7 separate regions of the Mus musculus genome follow, and regions 2, 3, 4, 5, 6 and 7 are each linked to region 1. A link is a contact called in public HiChIP or PLAC-seq and promoter capture Hi-C data. All regions are on one chromosome and are shown on one strand. The core of a region is the stretch at or near the end of the contact, and the rest is flanking DNA. Distances in the headings are between cores, read along the strand shown.

Region 1 (2,700 bases), core at 56-2,555:
ATGTGATTCTTCACGGTACCAAAAAGAAAGGTTCCACAAAGTCAACAAAAACCACCTGTCTCAAAAGGACCATGTGTGTACCTATCAATTCAAAAAGCAGAGTCGACTCTCCAAAAAGTCAACCAAAGGCAAAAGTCATGGGCCTTACAGCTCGCAGATGAGCTCCGGACACGGTTCTCTTAGATGTCCTGGACCAGATCCACTCAGCCCTGTGGCCCGCTTCGCGAGTGAAACTTTTTCCCCCGCCCAGGACTCACCCGAGCCAAGCACAGGACCATGTGGAGCTCACGCCAACGCCGGAGAGACTCGGAGCGCCCGCGGCTGTCCGCGGGGAACGCCCCACAAAGGTCTCCATCGCTCCGCTACACCCTGACGGCCCGGGGTCTCGAGTCAGACTCGTCCCGGGGGGCGGAGATCCCGCCCGCGGGCGCGGGAGACGAGCCCGGAGGCTCGACTCTGCGGCCATGTGCCGGCACCCGCCGCCAGGGTTATGTAACTAACGCCCGAGCGCTGGAACGAGCCGCACCGGTCGCGGCTCGCGGACGCCGCTTCCCCGCGAGGCGGTGCGCCCGGCCTAGGCCCCGGGCCTCGCCGCCCCGGCCGCCCCGCCCTCGGCGCGCGGGCCTGCGGTTCCCCACCCTACCTGAGCCCGCGGGCCAGGCCGCCAAGGGCCCCGGCGTCGCTGCTTCCGTGCGGTCCGTCACAGCATCTCCCGGGAGACACGGCCCGGCGCGCGCCCCGGGCCCGCGGAAGCCGCTTCTCGCTCAGTCTCTCGCCGGTCCCCTCAGGCCCCGGGTGCTCCTTCGCCCAATCCCGGCTTCGAACTCGTCCCACCGCCCGCGCCGCGTCCTCCCCGCTGGCGACTCGACTTACTGGGCTGGCACCGCTCGGGCCGCGCTCTGCGCATTACCCCGGGCGCACTGCCCGAACCCCACACACACAGCCTCTCCGCCCAGGGAAGGATCGTGGCCAGGGCGGGGATCCGATCGCAGATCGCGCTGCGGGGCTCGGACTTCTCGCGAGGGTTCCGGCCTCTGGCGCCGACTCCGCGGGAATTTTCAAACTTTCCCTACTAGGCCTTTCGCAAAGGGAGAAAACCGAGACGACGCCGGGAAGAAAGATTCATTTACGTACAGCAGGGTCTCTCCGCCTCCTAGGAGCAGATAGGCGAAAGACTACAAGTCCCATAGGGCTTTGTGCGCTGGGCGTAGTGTAGGGCGTGTCCGGCTTTGCGGAGCAAGGGCCGGCCTAATCTAGTGGCGGTTCCTGCTGGCAGCCAAGCGATAATCTTTCCGTCTATGACTGCTGCTCTTGCCTCCGTTTTTTCCGTTCTGTGCTCCAACTCTTCAAGGAAACGCACACACACACACAAAACCCAGACTTACTGAGAAACTCTTACTCTCATTTTTTTTTTTTTCTCAAAAAGCAGAGAGTTCAGGTCGCCTAGCCTAATCTTTTGTCATATATCTGACGCTGGGTAATTCTGCTGGCAGAGCTTCGTGCTTGGCATGCACGAAGCTGTAGGTTCCATTATGCCAAACCTATGTTTTCTTTTCGATTTGTTAGTATTGAGAGACGAGGAGTTGGGCAGACCCTTAGTAGACAAACAGGGACATGAGCCATGGCGAATTTCCAAGATGGCCAGCTTTTTTTAACCTCCTGATTTGAGACAAAAACCTGGCAAGCTTTTATCATCTACCTGCAGGTCACCTGCTGATGGACTGGTTCAATAAGTTCAAAGCCTGATTAGAACACGTTACACAACTGTAGTGGACCGATCAACCATCCATCCTTTCTGCCTTCAAACTGACCAACACTAAAGTAGGTCAGGGAGGTTTTAGAGGTTTTACAACCCCCAGGCCTCAAGAAGAGACTGGATTTTTCAGCTTCTCAAATCCCCTCTCTGTTTTGTAGAAGGTCTTTTTCTCTGTGTGTTTACTGCCTGCAATAAACGCCTTTTTAACTGCTAATTCTGCTACTGCTTGTTGTGCTTTGCCTTTTAACTCTTCTAGTCTTAACAGTTCTTTTTTTTTTTTTTTCCTTTCAGTTTGTTCTAGACATGGTTTCTCTGTGTAACAGCCCTGGCTATCTTGGAACTCTCTTAGTAGATGGGGCTGGCCTCAAACTCACAGAGATCTTCTTGCCTCTGTCTCCTGAGCCGTGGGATTAAAGACCTGAACCACCCTTTCATTCTTTTAACTATCAGTGAAAACAGATCCAATCAAGATCCCTAGACTGTATCATTTCTAGACTGTATCATTTCTAGACTGTATCATTTCTAGACTATCATTTGGAGCTCATCTTTGGGCTTTCTTCTGTAGACTATCAGTATCTCTCTTTGAAGCTAGACCCAGCACCAAAGAATTTTCAAACAAATGAAATAGAATGTGTCTTTATTACTGAGTTGTAAGAGCACAGGCAGAATCAGGAGGATCTCTGTGCGTTCAAGATCAGCCTGGTCTCCATAGTCGTTCCAAGGCTACATAGAGAAACCCTATCTCAAACAAACAAACAAACAAACAAACAAACAAACAAACAGAAGGGGGAAGAGAGAAGGAGAAGACATTAGTAGACTGCTTTAATCAGGAAAGCCTGTCTCTACTACTCTCTCTCTCTGCACAATTTTTGAGATAAAGCTGCCTCTTAGAAATAAACTGTTTATCTTTGTGACTTTTTCTTTATTCACTGCAAGATGTAAAA
Region 2 (2,700 bases), core at 142-2,641, 920 kb after region 1:
CCCAAAGGCCATGTATTGAAGTCTTGGGTCCCATGTTGACACTATACAGAGGTGACAGAAACTTCAAGATGGGTTAGTAGGCTCTCTGGTGATGTCACAGCCTCTTGAAACACATATTAACACATAGTTTCATGACTCCAGTGTTTTCAACAAACCAAGAGGAAACAGAAGCTAGGGAACCCGCTCACAGGTGCTGAGGCAGAAGGTACCTTCCAGCAGCCTGGCCATACTATTGTGCTCTGGCACGGACTCACCTCCTGGACCATGATGCCGAGGGGTAGGACACGACTACTGTCCTTTGTATTTTCCATAGTATATGATATACAAGGTAGTCCTTAAATCATGTTGAGCTGAACTGATACTGTATGTAATTGAAGTGTGCTTTCATCCATTCATTCAGCTCAATGAAAGAGCCCTAAGCTGGAGTGCTTGCCCAGTGTATGCATGAAAATCTTACAATTTTTCACTTTTAATGAATTGGAAGACTCTGCTACGGAACCAAAAATCCCAGAATACAGCACTCGAGAACAGAGGGAGGTGGGTTTCTATGAGTTTGAGGCTAGTCTGGTCTGACCTTCATAGTGACAGGACAGCCAGGGCTATGTAGCTTACAACCATGTCTCAAAAAAAACAAAAGCAAACAGAAAGGAGAGTGCTATGTACTCTGGCTGTTTCTCCTTAACTACCTCCTACTTTCTTATACCCGACACTGCAGAGATTCTGTCTTCTGGTCCTACACTTTCGTGGCATGGATAGCTGAATTGGCCTCATGCTGTCCTTATTGCTAGTCCTGATGGCTTGCACATGTAGTCAAAGCCCTCGGGAGATTAAGGCAGGAGGACCAAGGGCAACCTGAGCTAACGAGTGAGTTCAAAGTCAGCCTGAGCTACATAGCAAAAAATAAAATAGTCAACCGTTCCCTCCCTTAGGAGAACGAACATAAATTAAGGGAGAGGACAAACACTGCAGGGGACGAAAGCCTGATTTCTACTTTAAAATGAAGACGGCAGTTGCTCTGACCGTCTGGCAGTTGCAAGAGACTCCGTAACTGGCCTGCAACTTCCCAACAGCGACTCTGCACAGATGTCTCTGCAGTTGTCCCCTGCAGGGTCGGACGCGACCAGCAGCCACCCCCAACACCGCTGCTTGGGGTTCACCTCACACACCCCCGACCAACGCGGACCGCCACGAACCCCACGGGACGTCCCGGCTCCCTGGGACGGCCACGGCGGTGGGGTGAGCCTCTCTCCGAGAGGGGCGTGAGGTCCCCAGCAAGCCGAGGGCACGGGAGGGCGTGGCCCACACGCTCGGGGGCGGGGCACCCGGCGCTTTCAAACCCCAGCCGCCTTGGCGGCGGAAGTTCCGGTGTCGGCGAGCGGAGGTGAGAGGTCAGCAGGAAGTCGATACGTGGCCGCCGCCTGTCCCCGCCGAGGAGGCGCTGCGAGCGGAGATGGCGGCGCAGCTGAACGTAGAGCAGCTCGAGGTGTCGCTCGACGGTCTCACGCTGAGCCCGGACTCGGAGGAGAGGCCCGGCGCGGAGGGGGCCCCGCCGCAGACGCCGCCGTCCTCGGCCCCGGGGAATGGACTGGGCTCCGGCGCCTCGGGGCAGCAGCGGGAGCCCGGGGAGGCGGCGGCTGAGGGCGCGGCCGAGGAGGCGCGGCGGATGGAGCAGCACTGGGGCTTTGGCCTGGAGGAGCTTTACGGCCTGGCGCTGCGCTTCTACAAAAGTGAGCGGGTCACTCGCCCCTGCGGGACTGCGGGCCGGCCATGCCTGCCCCACCCACCCGAGCTAGGCCGGGGTGACCGGAGCGCCGGTCCGTCCTTGGTGGCACCGAGAGTTTGTCACTGCCGGTCCGGCCCCTGGTCACACCCCTGAGAGACCTAGAACCCTGGTTTAGCAGCCCGTGTCGCCTAGTTGCTGGGGCGTTCCACCTGGTTTAAGTTTTCTGGTTTCCACGAGCTAGAGTGGACAGGAGCGCGCGCTCCCCGGGGCTCCTATTCTGGGATGGATTTCGCCTTTTTGTTATGTATCGGTTTTTCACGGCTCACGACAACATCGAAGCGATTTTTAAAGAGAGAAAAAAAAACTATCTTAGTGGAAGAAAATTGTATTGGGTCCCACACATCCCTTTTCTAGCCTTGTAAACCGTGAGCGTGTGTGGGACATGATCATTAGGCGATAGGGATGTGGCGAAGGATGAAGTAAAATACTAAGTTCATTTATTCCCTTTTGCCTGAGTGAGTAAGTGATGGCCACTGTGTTCTAGTAACTTCTAAGTGGCTAGGAAATTCTACCATGGAAGTGAATGATGAAGACTAAAGCGCGAAGTTCTCGTTCTCTCTCTCTCTCTCTCTCTCTCTCTCTCTCTCTCTACTGTTTCTTAAAACAAAATTGTGATGTGCGGTGATTTCCTGCCTTTTTTCTTCTCTAGTTAATACTGGAGGTAACAGTCACAAGATTTGGTCAGTGGGAAAGAGCTTGACTCATAGTCTGATTCTTAAAGGCTATTTAGGTTCTTGCGTGGGAAAACAAAGCAAGATAAGGGCAAATGAAACTTTAAAGGGGTTGCTAGGTTCCACCTGCATTCTAGAACCCCATATTTATGACAAGCTTCCCAGAGTTAGGGCTTTCGGATTGCCTAGTTCACCAGCTAAAGTTGAGTTGTTCACTGTAGTGACCCGTGTGAAGGTAGTTTTATT
Region 3 (2,700 bases), core at 17-2,516, 970 kb after region 1:
CAAGCCATCTGGGAGAACCACATGGGCCCTGAGCTTCCAAGAGACCCTGAAGGCTGGAAGGCGGACATTAGGAAATAAATACTTTACCTCTGTCCTTCCGTGTCTCAATACTGGTGACTTGTGGGCACTGCCCTCCACGCAGAGCTGGACAGAGTCCCTGCACAGAATAGGCCTGGTCATCCTGAGCAAGAAGATTAACAGAGCGGGGCAGTGGTGGTGCACACCTTTAATCCCAGCACGTTGGGAGGCAGAGGCAGGCGGATTTCTGAGTTCGAGGCCAGCCTGGTCTACAGGGTGAATTCCAGGACAGCCAGGGCTACACAGAGAAACCCTGTCTCGGGAAAGAAGAAGGAGGAGGAGGAGGAGGAGGAGGAGGAGGAGGAGGAGGAGGAGGAGGAGGAGGAGGAGGAGGAAGATGATTACCAGAGCACCCTGCAGAGGACTCTAGAATTCTGAGGAAGAGACGGTGTGACACAGGGACTTTAATTCATACTCTGGACAGTTAACACTTGAGGTGTCCAGGGATCACCACTTCAGGGATGACTAAATTACTGCTTATCTACATAAACACCCAAAAGAGTCATAAATTAAGGTTCTTTTGCAAAGTGATTTATGTACCATATGTGACCTGAGAGAAAGAGTGATCTGGCTGGCACTTCTGGCCCAAGGAACTTCTGAAAATCCAGCGAGCTGTGGTCTGGGGCTGGAGCTGCCGGTCGTGTGGTTCCGGGGCCGCTACTGCAGGAAAACAGCTGTGCTTCTTTCTAAGAGATCCTGTTGTACACACCAGGCCTTGCACTGAGTAACAAAACAACACTACGACCTCTAATGTCTGTGTCTGTGACTGGAGACAGTCTTGCAAGGTGGTGGCGAGGAGGCCACAAGCTTTCGAATATCAAATTTCTGCTGCAGCGCCTTGCGGCTGTGAAACCATAGCAAGGTCAGAACCAGGGTCCCAACCTCTCCAGGGCCCCGAGGCTCATGGTCTCCCACTGCAGGAGCATACCTGCTTCCGGGACCAGCTTTCTTTTGGGGGAACGGCGCGGCCTAGCGGCCTCTGGTAACCGATGCAAGGATCCCTCTCTTCCCTCTCCCTTCCCCCTCCCGAGTCCCAGCTCTTGGTTTGCGCCTTGGCCTCGGGATCTTCCGGGTCCCACCGCGCGCTGCTCGCGGGCAAGCCGCTGGGCTCTGGCGCCTTGAGCATCCGAGCAGGTCCTGCCCCCGCCGTAGGCGTGGGGACCTAGAGCTGCCCTCCGCTCCTTGTCCCGGGCCAGAGGCGGACACTAGGCGGTAGAAGCAGCTGCAGGGTCTGCCCTGCCCCCGCCCCGCGCGGAGAGCTGCTGCCAGGAACAGCAATATTAATAGGTACAAACTTCCTGGAAAGATTTTCGTCTTCGCGGTAAATGACCCCTCCTTGTCTGCCGGGGCAGGCGACGGGGAAGCCTGGGACCCACAGGAGCCAGGGACATTTGGGACCCATGGAGCTGTGGCTCACGAGAGCTGAGGTTCATTGGTTGGGGACCCACTCGGTGGGCAGGTCACAGACACCGTAGGGCAGGGCTGGGCTCGCCTTGGTAAATTAGGCGTTGGAGCCGCGACGCCCGATTGCCATTCCTCGGGAGCGCGCACGCCCTGGGCCACCCCGCCCGTATGCAGCGGCCGTAGCTCCTCCTCCGGATCGGGCTTCGGGGACCTTTGGTCACTTAGGAGCACCCAAACAACTCTGCAGCTGGTGCCCATAGGTGCGCGTCATTCCTTTCTCTAGAATTACCTGGCCCAGAAGCAGTTGTAGCCAAAGCCACCTCTCTCTTTCCCAGTCGCCAAGAGAGGACGGATCAGGAAGCGTCCCACCGGCCGCTTGGGCGCTGTGTGGTCAGTCCATGCCTGCATCTTGCGGATAGTCAGGTCCCAGTGCCTCCGCAGGAGGCTCACTCCCCGTACGGTGGCTGGAGTTCCCAAACCCTTTTTTTTTTTTACAACTCTGGACAGGGCGCCTGTTCTAGATTGGTTGGAGGTGTTTTCCCACCTGAAAGTCATCATTCATTGAAAATATTTATTGAAGCCGATGTGGTGGGAAGCTTGTAATTCCAGCACTCTGGAGGCAGAGGGAAGAGGATCTCCCATAGGTAAAGTTAGCCAGGTACTGAGCCCTTGACTTAAACAAACAAATTATCGCTACAAAGCAAACACAAAAATCCTCTTTCCCAAAACTTGAAAAAAAAAAAAAAAAGACAGAATTGAAACATACATGTGGGCAGATGGCCATGGAAGCTCACGGGAGGAGAGGCAGGAAGAGGATGGAGCAGGACAGAGCTGTGTAGACGTGTTTAGTGTTGGGACTGGGTGGTTGGGAAAGAGCAAGCCAGCCTCACAGGCTCACTCCCAAAGATGAAGACTGGCCCTGCTGGTTCCACCGGTGGTGTGGGAGTCAGAACGGCAGTTTGGGGCATGCTGGGTTTGATGCACACATTGGACATCCAAGGGTAGGGCGGAACAGATACTGGTCAGACAGGTCTCCATGCGAGATGCGAGACAGGGGAAAACACCTGAAGGAACCACCAGCCAGCCACCTCTGCTTATGGAGTGCGTGACGGTACAGTATGCGTAGGTGTAGCTAGCTTGAAACTCTCTGTAGATCAGGCTGGCCTCGATGGAAAGATCAGCCTGCCTCAGTCTCCTGAGTTGCTGTCATCCCAGTCG
Region 4 (2,700 bases), core at 10-2,509, 620 kb after region 1:
AGAAACAGCCAACTGTAGAAACTCTTTAATTAATTGAGAGGGAACTCTGAACCTCCTCTGAGGTAGAGTGCTCATTGCACAGCAATGCTGTATACATATGAGGGACACAGGGTCCCTAAGTCCGGAGGTGGTATCCGAGACTCCCTTAAGAGGCTCCTGCCTGTACCAGCCCTTCTGAACCCTATACAAGAATATCTCTCTCACCGGGTGTGGTGGCGCACGCCTTTAATCCCAGCACTCGGGAGGCAGAGGCAGGTGGATTTCTGAGTTCGAGGCCAGCCTGGTCTACAAAGTGAGTTCCAGGACAGCCAGGGCTGCACAGAGAAACCCTGTCTCGAAAAACCAAAAAAACAAAAAACAAAAAAGAATATCTCTCTCCTTCCTTCCCCATACTACATAGCTGACTCTGTATTCTCTGCCCCTCTCCCACCTTTCAGCTGTGCAGTCACCAGAGCAAGCATCCTCTTAGACATTAGACCATATAAATAAAGCTTTATTAGAGACCACCATGTCACTACTTTATATATCATCTAGGGTCTCATTCAACCCCTTACAGAACTGCCGAATCCTGTTCGAAGGTAGCAGTGGCCGATGGTTGTGAGTTGCTAAGTGTCAGGTGATTAAAGGTAAAGTAGTTTAATACTCATAACAACTCTATGAGATGAACCTTGCCATCCCCGAGTTCTTCGCGACAGAACTAGGAAACAACAGACCAAACTTTGCTTTGGACCAAACTCGAGACCTGCCTGTGATTCTGCCTGTTTCTGCTTCCCTGGACAGTCCAGGGCGTGTATTCTGGTACCAGGCTGTGCCACAGGATCCCTAGGACAGCCCATGGATGCTGGTGCCTGGGATATGTAGGGACAGAGCTATCAAGGCCCAGAGTCAGTGTACCTGGTAGTCCCTGTTCTCCTGCAGGCCTGGAAGTGGGGCTGGAGACCCGAGACTGCTGGAGCGAGGGTCTGTTTGTTCTAGGCGTGGGATGACCCTCCAGGCAGCTGAGTGTTAGCATCCATGGCATCCAGTCCCCTTTCTCCGCAGACTGAGGGTTCAGAACCACGTCTGCTTGCCATTCACAGTCTGGATCACACACCCTGCCACAGAAATGCAGCAAACACATCCAGTTCCCGGGAACACCAAGAACCAGCCTGGGTGGCATTTTTTTTTTCAATTTCGTTTTCACTGTGACAGCTGTGGCCCAGCTCCTGGCATTTAGCACACCATGCACAGGCATAAAATGACACATTCAACAGAGAAGTGGGGACTGGGAAGCAGACAAGCTCGGGGACCAGGCGTTTCCTCGCTGTGCGGAAGATGGGGGAGGGTCAAAGGGAGCTTTTATTAAACCCCGTAGGTGACACCGTAGGTGACAGCCACAACCCCTAATAGACCCCAATAGAAAATTCACAGAGACAAATTCACCAGGAATTGGGGTCCTACCTTGTGGTCTCCTTACTCTGCACACTTGGTCCTGGGGACATTTAGAGGTCACAGAGTTCAGGCCACAAAGATAGACGTTTGCAACCAGCGTCATTATCTGACCTAGTCTTTCCTCTCTGTACTTTCCAAACTTGTGAATCAGCAAAGTGGGATTTAAAGTGGGGGCAGGGGAGAAAGTCCCACATGACTTCTGTGCTTTTCGGGACAGTAGCACATACGATTTTAAAAATAGTTTCTGCACATTACGGACAAACGGGGTCTGTGATAGCTTTTTTGACAGCAGCAGGCCTGCTCTATTTCAATGAGAAGAAAAAAAAAATGCCCAATTTTAGTCATGCTTTCTGAGAACACATGCTGGCATGAATTCAAGACAGACTAGAAACCGCGAGGCCCCATTAGGGAGCCTGCCCCCTTGTGGACATCAAGGTGCATTGCAAGATGGCCCTAGGACAAGGAGGCTAGTCAGGGAATGCATTTAATTTACAAATGACATCTTGCTCTAGTAAATACCAGAGCCCACATTTAAGGCACAGTGGTGGTGGTGGACAGATATCAGGAATATACGGTACAGTATAAAGGACACCATGCAGAAAAAACAAGGGGTCCCATAGGACAAAAAAGAGGCCTCACCCAAGTCAGGAACATAAAGGCCATTTAGGAAAGGCTTTGCAAAGGAAATGCCACCAAAATGAGTTTAGAAGCTGAATATGAATTATCCAGAGGGTTGAAGGATGGAGGAAGCAGACACACAGCACAGAGACACAGGGAAGGAATAGCTCCAAGTGGCCAGAGCCGAGGACCCATGTGCAGAGGACCCATGTGCAGCTCACAATGTGGTCATAGCCGGATCTCAGGCCTGGGCAAGGAATAGCGGAAGCAAATGGGGAATGTGGAGTGTCTCCCAGTGACAAACAGGTGTCCCTGGGGGCTCCTCGGCAATGACATGAGGTGACACTTCTGCATGGAGGAAATGATGCTAACCAGTGGAGAGATGCCAAGTTCTATAATGAGGTCGAGGCCGTAAGCTAGAGGGAAATTAAGGAAACAGTCTGGATGCCGTGGGGTCCATGGAGTGCAGAGAAACCAAGCTTGCCAGGTCAGCCTCGCTCACTCCTGTGGAGCCAGAAAGCCCTGCCACCCTTCCTTAAGGTTTGACTTATCATCTTCTAGGTGTCCCCTTCCTGCCCACCTCCCTTCCGGTTCAAACAAAATCCTTTGAGCCTCTACTCCTGCAGGTTCGTGGTTAATCTCACGGCTAAA
Region 5 (2,700 bases), core at 109-2,608, 840 kb after region 1:
AACGTTTTACTTCCCGCCCACCTCCTCCCCCACTTACCCTGGGCCCAGAAGGGCCAGCACCCATGTGCTTCTCTTGCTCGCACTAGTCTTTCCCCTCACCTCTCGAAAGGTGGATTTTCCATCCTGCCCCTCCCTCCACCCCAGATTCAGCGGTACTCCCTACTGTCTATAAACTGGAGGCTGTAGCAGCAAACAGCTGGCTGCAAGGAGCCATTATAAGTTCTTTCCACTCATTAAGCAAGAGTGGAATTTTTGCCTGCATTTTACTGAGGAGAAGTTGAAGCACAAGTATTAAGCTTGCCTGGGACTGATACAAGTAGCAGCCCAAGTTGCACCCTTAACTTTCACAGCCTGCTGCCCTTTTCCTGAGCCTGAAGTCTTCCACTCTATTGCTCGCCCAAGAGTCTCATCTTGTCTTTCTCCAACCTGTGCCTCACATTCTTGAATGTGTTCTAGAAAAGAAATGAAAGCCTGCCCTTCGTACTACTTAAGACCTCGCTTTATTCTTTTTACCAAGCCCAACTTAGCCTGGGCTGGCCTGTCTAGATCTGCTCTCACCTCACTGAACCATCTTTAAACTTTTTAGTTTGTGGAAGTCACTCATCCACTCGTTTTTGTTTTGTTTTAAATTCTCCATTCGCCGACTACCCCCTCCTCATAAATCCCTGGAGAATAGACCCACCCCGGAGATCAACCACGCTTGTAAAAATAGTAGTTGAAAAGCCACCGTGGTTTAAATACTAGAAAGTGTTACAGATGGGAACCGTGAAATCTTTCCCGGCTTCTTTCAGCAAGGGAGGAATCCCCATCCAGTTTCATTACACTTGGCTAGTGTCACTTGTGTCTTCCCCAAGCATCCTTAGTCACTGTGAGGCTCCCAGCTCACTACCGGTCTCGGGTGGAGCGCATTAGAGAAAGAAAGCAGGACAGTTCACTAGCCCTCGGCCTACACCAACTTGGTGACCTCTCAAGGTCTCGTCCCGGCCGCTCGCAGCTCAGGTTCCGGCCCGGGCCGCCCGGACCCCGCGTCCGTGACCTGCAGGCGAAGCGGACGCCGCGGCCCGGGCACTCGGTGGGGGGGAAGGGCAGGGGCCGGGGCGCCGGAGAAACGCGATCTGGGGAGCCGAGTCCACGTTACTTTGGGCAGAGCCCCCTCCGTGCCAAGCGACCAGGAACCCAGGTCTCGTCCGCCGCGCCACCGGCCCGGGCCTGCGTCCCGCTCCCCTCGGGAACCGGCCTGCAGTTCCCGCAGCCGCAGCGCGGGCCGCGCGCCGGGAGCGAGCGCAGGCGAGGGGGGCGGCGCGGGCGGGCGCATCGGTGCTGGCGCCGCGCCCCCCGCGCTCGGCCCTACCGGGCCTCTCGGCGAGGCGTCCCCTGTCCTCCTCCGGGCCCGGCCCGGGGTGCGGGCGAGGCCCCGAGGCCCCCTCCCGCCGGGCTCGGGCGGAGCCGGACGGCCTGGCGGGAGCAGGCGCCGCGGGCCGCGAGCTCCTCATTCGAACCTCCCTCGCAGACAGTCTCCGCCCCACAATGCACCGGGGCGGGCAGCCTTTGAAAAAGCGGCGCGGCTCGTTCAAGATGGCGGAGCTCGACCAGTTGCCTGACGAGAGTAAGTAGCGTCTCAGAGCAGCCCTCCTTCCCGCCGGTTGCCCGTCCCGGGGTCGCACCGGCCGAGTCCGGTTGCCGGGCAGGTGGGATGGCCGCCAGCCCACCGCAGTCCCCGGCCTTCCTCCTCAGGCGCTGCCGCCGCGTCGCCGCCTTTGTTATGGTGTCTTGTGTGTCTGTTTCTGGGGTTGTGCGAGCGCCAGCGCCGGAAACCGAAAGCCCGGGAGTCCAGCCTGTCCTGACGGAGTCGGCGGCTGCTCTCCCGGAGCGACTGCTGTCGCCGGCCGGGGTGGGCGAAGAGCGGCCCCCCAGTTGCGGGCGCCGTCCTCCTCGCCCGCCCGGTTATGTAACTCGCCGGCCGGGGGCCGGGAGGGCTCGGGCTGGGCACCGGGGACACAGCCCCTCTTGGTGCCCCGGGCCTCCGATCTGATCCTCTGACGGCTCCTGCTTCTGCAGGCACTTGTGATCGCTCCCCCCGACCCCCCGCGTCCATCCTGGAAGTGTTTTCTTCCGTGTCACACAGGCTTGGCCCCTTCCCCTGGGACTACAGGTGGCCCTGGACCTTTCCGGAGATGATCCAGCCGGGATACAGTGCCGAGGTAGCCCCATTCCCAGTCTCCCTCCTGAGTGGATGTGTCTCTAGACTGTGGGGTGGGCATTACACACGGATGTGAGCACCGCAGCCCATATAAGTATGTTATTCTGCCTGACACCCACCCCTGTTCACTGCCTCACTTCTCCTTCTATACTCACAACCTCTGAGACGGATGTTCACCTGTCCGCAGACAGTAAAGCCAGCTACTCTGCGACCTAAGGACAAGGGAACAATTTTGTAATTTTCATATTGCACACATTATTAAAAGGCATTTTAGTTACAAAATGGTCTTGAAGCAACACGTACTCTGTGGTGTGTATTTGTAGCCCTTGGTCAACGAAAGGTTCGCAGGTGTGGTGGCGCACATCTTTAATCTCAGCACTCGGTAGGAAGAGGCAGGTGGATCTCCGAGTTCGAGGCCCACCCAGTCTACATACCAAGCTCCAGGACAGCCAAGGCTACACAGAGAAATCCTGTCTTGGAAAACAAACAAACAAACAAAC
Region 6 (2,707 bases), core at 75-2,574, 760 kb after region 1:
TGCATGGCAGCTCACAACCATCTGTAACTTCCTCCAGTCAGGAGATATGAAAACGTCTTCTGGACTCAGCAAACACCAAACACACATGATATATAAATATTTATACAGGCAAAACATGCCTGCAATTCACACATTGTAATTTGGTCTGGGAGATTTTCTGTTTTTTAAGTCTGAGATAGGCTAGCCTGCCTGGTTTAGACCCTCTGCAGCAAAGGAGAATTTGCTGGGGTGGTTACCCACGGGATCAGTTACAAGGCAAAGTGGAAGGACCCCACTCCCTGGACTAGGTTAGGGAACAGCCATGTGTCCTGTCTCTCTCTGCCACGAGAGGGTCTCAACAAGGGAGGGCAGGGTTAGAAAAAGAGCAGCAACAGAGGAAGCACAAAGCAGATACCTAGAGCCAGTTCATACCTGCTCAATCAGGAATGATTCATAGACAAGTAGGCCACAGCTCACCAGCCAGTTTGCTGCCAGACATGCAGTTTACCCACACTTTAGGACACAGGCAAGTGGATCTCTGTGAGTTTGAAGCCGACTTCATCTTCATGGCCAGCCAGGGCTTTATAGTGAGACCCTGCATCACGCTCATATAATTATTAAAAAAAAAAAAAGACCAATAATGTTAAAGATTGTAGTGCTACATTAAATAACAAGATCTAACAGTAGCAAGTTTAACAATACCTATAACTTTAATTGTCGATAACCTAAAATATTTTGGGATCTCCCCAGGAAAATATCTGTTGCCGGAGATGGTGTCACACGCCCTTAATCCCAAGCACTCAGGAGGCAAAGGCACATGGATCCCTGTGAGTTCAAGGCCAGCCTGATCTACAGAACAAGTTTCAGGGCAGCCAGGGCAACACTGAGACACCCTGTCCTGTGTTAGCGCGGAGATGGGGGATGAGAACACACGACATCTGTTGTAACTACTACCAACTGTCACGGGTTCTGCTCATTCTCTTGGAATTTATAGTTATGCATTTAAGTTTACTAAGAATGAAAAATCAGGCTTTAGTTGGTTTTCTGTGTCAGCAATGTGGAGGCTGCAAAGCAGAATACTACACTTAGGGTCAGCAGGGTTCGCTCTAGACATACCTAGAAAAAAATGCAAGTGGGTGAGGTGGAATTATTTGGGCGAACAAAAAGCCTTTCTGGGACAAACCGACAAAAGGGGTGGCGCCTGTCAGATTCCCCGGGTCCCCGCCCTGGCCCCTTCCCAGAGGCAGAGACCAGCGTGCACAGGCGCAGTCGCGCTGGGACCCAACCTCCCAAGGACACGTGCTGAAGCCCCGCCCTATGAGCTGAGGCCCCGCCCTCCGCGCGCGAGCTTGGGGGGGCGGTCCCGCCGCTAGGCATCAGTAATCTATCCTGAGCGGAGGCGGCTCTGCACGCTTGCGGGGGAAACCGACACGTTAGCGGAGCGCACCAGCGGCGGCGTCGGGCTGCCGCTGCAGCACGAGAAGGAGGATGGCGGAGGCCTCGGAGAGGCTTTATCGAGTGGAGTACGCGAAGAGCGGGCGCGCCTCTTGCAAGAAATGCAGCGAGAGTATTCCCAAGGACTCCCTCCGCATGGCCATCATGGTGCAGGTGCGACGGGGCCGGGCCGGAGGCGCAGGGCGACGCGGCCTGGGCGGCTGTGTGGGCTCGGGGCCGCCTCACTCCGCCCTGCGGCTCAGCCGGACCGGGAGAGAAGGGCGGGAAAGACCCGCGGCGCTGCCGCGGAGGTCCTTGAGGCCCATTGGGCCGACCCCTTCCGGGACATTGCGCTTACCCTGCAAGAAAAGCCCGGGAAGTAAGAGCATCTGGCGTAAGTGCCTCTGGCTTTGTAAAGACAAGGGGCCTGCCTCTTCGCTGGGTCTGGATGGTCGCAGAGTTTTTGTTTATTTCACTGCCTTCTCGGCGTCGGGGTGGAGGGTGTGCGCGCGGTCTTTAAAGCTGCTCTGATTTGGGCCTATCTTGTCCCGGAAGATTATTGTCCTCCATGAATACAGAAGATTTTTTTTTCCCCTTAAGCCTATTTTTGATGATCCTTTCAACATCCGCTCACTCTCGGTATTTCTATTTTAGTTATGCAAAGCAGTGCCATTTCTTTACAGTGCATTCGCTTTGGGCCTGATTTCTACTTGGAAATAACATTTTCTCCAAACTTCCCGAGGTCTCGGCGCTTTCTGCAGCTATCTGGTCTCTTCACTGACGCTTCCGAGATGGTCAGGAGGTGGTGGGATGACGGGTCCTGGCGTTCCAGTGGCTCCTGCCTCCTAGGCTTCTGGTTTTGCAGATTCCTTCCCGTCTTTGCTAGTGTGGTTCTCACCTGCCCTGTTCCCACCTCCCCCAAACACTCAGTTACCCAAGCTCACGCTGCTAATGGTCGAGGCAATTGATTTCCCTTGCTGTCCAGCTGCAGTAATGTGTTTTAGAAGAGGCAGGCTAGCCCTCAATGGGGCTTCAGTTCTTAAGGGGGGGAGGGAAGGGGGAAAAGACATTCACCCAGTGGGTACCAAGATACCACACTGCTTCTATTATTTCTCCTTATGGGAAGAACTGAAGCTGTCATCTTGGTGCCCTCGGAGAGACTGCCTAGCTCAGCATTCTTGCTTGACACAGTTCTCATACATTCTATACATATTTATTAAGAAGCAGCTAGGCACGGTGTTAGTGTCTATAATTATCATTGGTGACAAAAATGTCGGGAACTGCTAGGGACGTC
Region 7 (2,700 bases), core at 179-2,678, 950 kb after region 1:
TCTTCCCAATTCTAGTCTGTGTCTTGCGTGTGTACACGGGTGTTTTTTTTTTTTTTATTCCTTGTGGATTTTTGCTTATTTCCATATGTATGAGTTTCTGTGGTGTTGGATTTGTGTTATATATTTTAATTTCATTTTTAATAATTGTGCCTGTGGGGATGTGTGCCCTCAGAGGTCAGAAGAGGAAGTCAGGTCTTCTAGAGTTGGACTCACAGGGGAGCTGTTTTTCTTCTAGTCACTGTTCTGTTGCTGCGAAGAGACACCATGGCCAAGGTTGCGGAAATCTCTGAGCTACAGATACAGAGTGAGTCCCTATGTCAAAGAAGGGGAAGGGGAGGGGAGGATGAGGGTCAGAAAGATGGCTTAGACCAGTGGTTCTCACCCTTCCTAATGCTGCAACCCTTTGACACAGTTCCTCATGTTGTGGCAACCCCCAACCATAAAAGTATTTTTGTTGCTACTTCACAACTGTAATTTTGGTACTGTTACAAATCATAAATGCCTGATATGCAGCCCCTATAAAAGGGTCATTTGACCCTCGGGCTTAGAGTTTAGAAGCCCTTGTTATTTTTGCAGGGAGCCCAAATTTACTTCCACATATACTCAGACACATATATACATAATGTGTGTGTGTGTGGCTCCTCCTTGAGAAGCCCAAGCCCATCCCTGCCTTGGGGCTTAAACACACACACACACACACACACAGAGGGGATCATGAGTTAAGTCTGACTTACACTGAGTGGTAAGCCTGCCAGGGCTATATGCTGTATGTTACAGCAAGACTGACTCAGAAAAAAAAAAAAAAAAGAAAAAAAAAAAAAAGCACCATAGCAGTTTGAGCTTTCTGAATGGAAAGGCCTCATGCTTTAAGAGCTGAGCTGCATCCCACTGCAGCTGACATAATATTACAAGACCAACCCCAAAACCTGACACTTGCCACACATCAGGGGACATACTCTGTGCTCCTGTTGACCTGTGAGCTCATGGTCTAGGAAATGAGAGCTATCTCTGAAGGTCTTTCCTGGCAGGTTGAAGGTGTGTGTAAAATGCCTTGGCAGGCAGTGCAATAAAAATGGTAGTTACCATGGGATGGGAAGTTGCCTCATTTGGCCTTTATCCCCCACCCCCATCAGTAGACCGTTGAGGTACAGCAGTCCCAGAACCTTGCTGCAGGATGTGGACAAGCGAACCCTTTCTCCATTTGGACATTGCACCAATAAGCTGGCCAGAGGAACTGGTGCCCCCTGCCTGCTGTCTGTTACCATGGTCTCCTCCAATTCCAACAAGAAAGGTAGGTGCCTCCCTCATCATAAGGCGTGCCACCTCACTAGCAGGAAGTAGAGTGGACTTTGGCACTGGGCAAGCAGGAAGGTGTGATCTGCTAAAGAGTCCAGCGTGGCACAGGTGGCAGTGCGAGTGCAGTCTGCCCTGGTGCCTGAGCTGTGTGGAAGATGTGGGTAGGCACAGAGCCACAGACTCAGGCTCACAGGCTCATGCCTCATCCTGGCACGTGCAACCAGGTGTTGTCCTTGGGGACAGGAGTGTCATCAGCCTGCCCACATCAGCTTGGGAGCCGCTTCTTGCATCAGGGACTCTATTGCATTCAATAACAACTTACTAAAACTAGGCTCTTTAACATATTAACTCAGAGGGAGTTAGTTGGCTGTGTCAAGATGAACCTGGTGTCTGACCCTTCCTGCCCGCCAGCTGCCAGAAACCCATTGAGCTGGACAGTAAACACAAACTTTTTTTTTTTTCAAGACAGGGTTTCTCTGTGTAGCCCTGGCTGTCCTGGAACTCACTCTGTGGACCAGGCTGGCCTGGAATTCAGAAATCCGCCTGCCTCTGCCTTGCGAGTGCTGGAATTAAAGGCATGAATGGGAACTATGGGAACTTTGCATTTTCTCTGAGAAGCAAATGGCCACAGAAGTAGCTGCTGATGCTCTGGTAAAGAGTGCAAGGGCTGTGTGGTCCAAATCAGTAATGGAAATGACAGACAAGACTTCCCCATGAAGCAAGGCTTCTTGACTCAGAGAGTACCTGCTGTTGAGTAAGGGGCATGCTTGCTGTGGACCAAGGAGAACTGGAGAGGGGGGGCAAGTCTGTCTGTGAATGTCAGTCTGAAGTTCTCAACTTCCTGGAGAGAATGTATGTGCCACGTTTTCACTATTCATTCATCTGTCCGTGGACAACTTGGTTGATTCCGGTTCTGCAGTGAATAAAGCCACAACAAACGTGGACATGCAAAATCTCTGCGGCTAGTGTATGGACGTCTCTCATGGTTTTACTTTGCATCTCCCTGACGGCTCGAGTCATTGAACACTTGGAGATTGTTCTTGGGCATTTGTGTTTTTTGAAAAACTATCGAGTTCATTTGCCCATTTGTTGGTTGGCAGTTTTATTTCCTTGGTGTTGGATTTCTGCAATTCTTGCTGGGCGTGATGATGACTTTAATCCCAGCTCCCAGGAAGCAGAGGGGAGAGTCCAAGGCCAGCCTGATTTACATCGTTTCAGGCCAGCTAAGGCCAATGTTCTGTAGGTCTTTATTAGATCCAAGAGTTTTCTAGTTGACTCAACAGAATCTTTTTTTTTTCCTCTTACAATTTCTTTCTTTTATTTCTTTTTTTTATTACGTATTTTCCTCAATTACATTTCCAATGCTATCCCAAAAGTCCCCCATACCCTCTCCCCCACTCCCCT

The links. Promoter capture Hi-C pulls out the DNA fragments that hold promoters and counts their contacts. HiChIP or PLAC-seq counts read pairs in DNA pulled down with a chosen protein or histone mark.
Region 2: a contact with region 1 is called in a promoter capture Hi-C map of second pharyngeal arch cranial neural crest. The contact joins the promoter of Acbd3 here to the promoter of Ahctf1 in region 1. A contact is called at or near these places in 6 of 39 promoter capture datasets (cranial neural crest, frontonasal cranial neural crest, hippocampal neurons and 3 more) and 4 of 115 datasets of contacts at active chromatin or transcription factors (astrocytes, embryonic stem cells, extraembryonic endoderm stem cells and 1 more).
Region 3: a promoter capture Hi-C map of pre-B cells shows a contact between it and region 1, with 5 times the contacts expected there. The contact joins the promoter of 2900024J01Rik here to the promoter of Ahctf1 in region 1. A contact is called at or near these places in 4 of 39 promoter capture datasets (hippocampal neurons, liver and pre-B cells), 5 of 115 datasets of contacts at active chromatin or transcription factors (the SCID.adh cell line, embryonic stem cells, extraembryonic endoderm stem cells and 1 more) and 1 of 9 other capture datasets (adipose tissue).
Region 4: a contact with region 1 is called in a promoter capture Hi-C map of hippocampal neurons, with 4 times the contacts expected there. The contact joins the enhancer-like site here to the promoter of Ahctf1 in region 1. A contact is called at or near these places in 4 of 39 promoter capture datasets (the 3T3-L1 cell line, hippocampal neurons and liver), 6 of 115 datasets of contacts at active chromatin or transcription factors (the 230-238 cell line, bone marrow-derived dendritic cells, embryonic forebrain and 3 more) and 1 of 9 other capture datasets (embryonic stem cells).
Region 5: a FOXA1 HiChIP or PLAC-seq map of pancreatic cancer cells shows a contact between it and region 1. The contact joins the promoter of Lin9 here to the promoter of Ahctf1 in region 1. A contact is called at or near these places in 2 of 39 promoter capture datasets (cranial neural crest and hematopoietic stem and progenitor cells), 3 of 484 Hi-C or Micro-C datasets (CD4 T cells and embryonic stem cells) and 8 of 115 datasets of contacts at active chromatin or transcription factors (astrocytes, embryonic basal ganglia, embryonic stem cells and 2 more).
Region 6: an H3K27ac HiChIP or PLAC-seq map of embryonic stem cells shows a contact between it and region 1, with 3 times the contacts expected there. The contact joins the promoter of Parp1 here to the promoter of Ahctf1 in region 1. A contact is called at or near these places in 7 of 39 promoter capture datasets (cranial neural crest, embryonic stem cells, hippocampal neurons and 3 more), 1 of 15 datasets of contacts at CTCF or cohesin (the NIH/3T3 cell line), 4 of 484 Hi-C or Micro-C datasets (embryonic stem cells, liver and reprogramming fibroblasts), 10 of 115 datasets of contacts at active chromatin or transcription factors (astrocytes, embryonic hindbrain, embryonic stem cells and 3 more) and 2 of 9 other capture datasets (embryonic stem cells and pancreatic islet).
Region 7: a contact with region 1 is called in an HNF4G HiChIP or PLAC-seq map of pancreatic cancer cells. The contact joins the enhancer-like site here to the promoter of Ahctf1 in region 1. A contact is called at or near these places in 5 of 39 promoter capture datasets (hippocampal neurons, liver, maxillary cranial neural crest and 2 more), 8 of 115 datasets of contacts at active chromatin or transcription factors (the SCID.adh cell line, embryonic forebrain, embryonic stem cells and 4 more) and 1 of 9 other capture datasets (adipose tissue).

What each region holds. Positions count from the first base shown.
Region 1 is chr1:179,802,710-179,805,409 of GRCm38.p6, forward strand. Ahctf1 (AT hook containing transcription factor 1) reads right to left here and starts at 1,306. Exons shown (of 36, transcript NM_026375.2): 1 at 644-1,306.
Region 2 is chr1:180,724,652-180,727,351 of GRCm38.p6, forward strand. Acbd3 (acyl-Coenzyme A binding domain containing 3) reads left to right here and starts at 1,392. Exons shown (of 8, transcript NM_133225.3): 1 at 1,392-1,727. The coding sequence starts at 1,451.
Region 3 is chr1:180,776,695-180,779,394 of GRCm38.p6, forward strand. It overlaps 2900024J01Rik (a long non-coding RNA gene), which reads left to right and starts at 1,267. Exons shown (of 3, transcript XR_373751.4): 1 at 1,267-1,365.
Region 4 is chr1:180,426,697-180,429,396 of GRCm38.p6, forward strand. No RefSeq gene overlaps it. Among named protein-coding and RNA genes, the nearest start is that of Gm39712, 20 kb to the left of the region's middle. Within about 2 kb of position 1,260, at least 53 of the 459 cell types and tissues checked have an H3K27ac peak or open chromatin away from gene starts, as enhancers often do. A contact at or near this core is called in the 230-238 cell line, bone marrow-derived dendritic cells and hippocampal neurons, where this site is marked.
Region 5 is chr1:180,639,792-180,642,491 of GRCm38.p6, forward strand. It overlaps Lin9 (lin-9 homolog (C. elegans)), which reads left to right and starts at 1,359. Exons shown (of 15, transcript NM_001103182.2): 1 at 1,359-1,606. The coding sequence starts at 1,528.
Region 6 is chr1:180,567,567-180,570,273 of GRCm38.p6, forward strand. Parp1 (poly (ADP-ribose) polymerase family, member 1) reads left to right here and starts at 1,325. Exons shown (of 23, transcript NM_007415.3): 1 at 1,325-1,587. The coding sequence starts at 1,468. It overlaps Gm31986 (a long non-coding RNA gene), which reads right to left and starts at 1,333. Exons shown (of 4, transcript XR_001779573.2): 1 at 412-1,333.
Region 7 is chr1:180,756,638-180,759,337 of GRCm38.p6, forward strand. No RefSeq gene overlaps it. Among named protein-coding and RNA genes, the nearest start is that of Gm38293, 11 kb to the right of the region's middle. Within about 2 kb of position 1,429, at least 29 of the 459 cell types and tissues checked have an H3K27ac peak or open chromatin away from gene starts, as enhancers often do. A contact at or near this core is called in liver and pancreatic cancer cells, where this site is marked.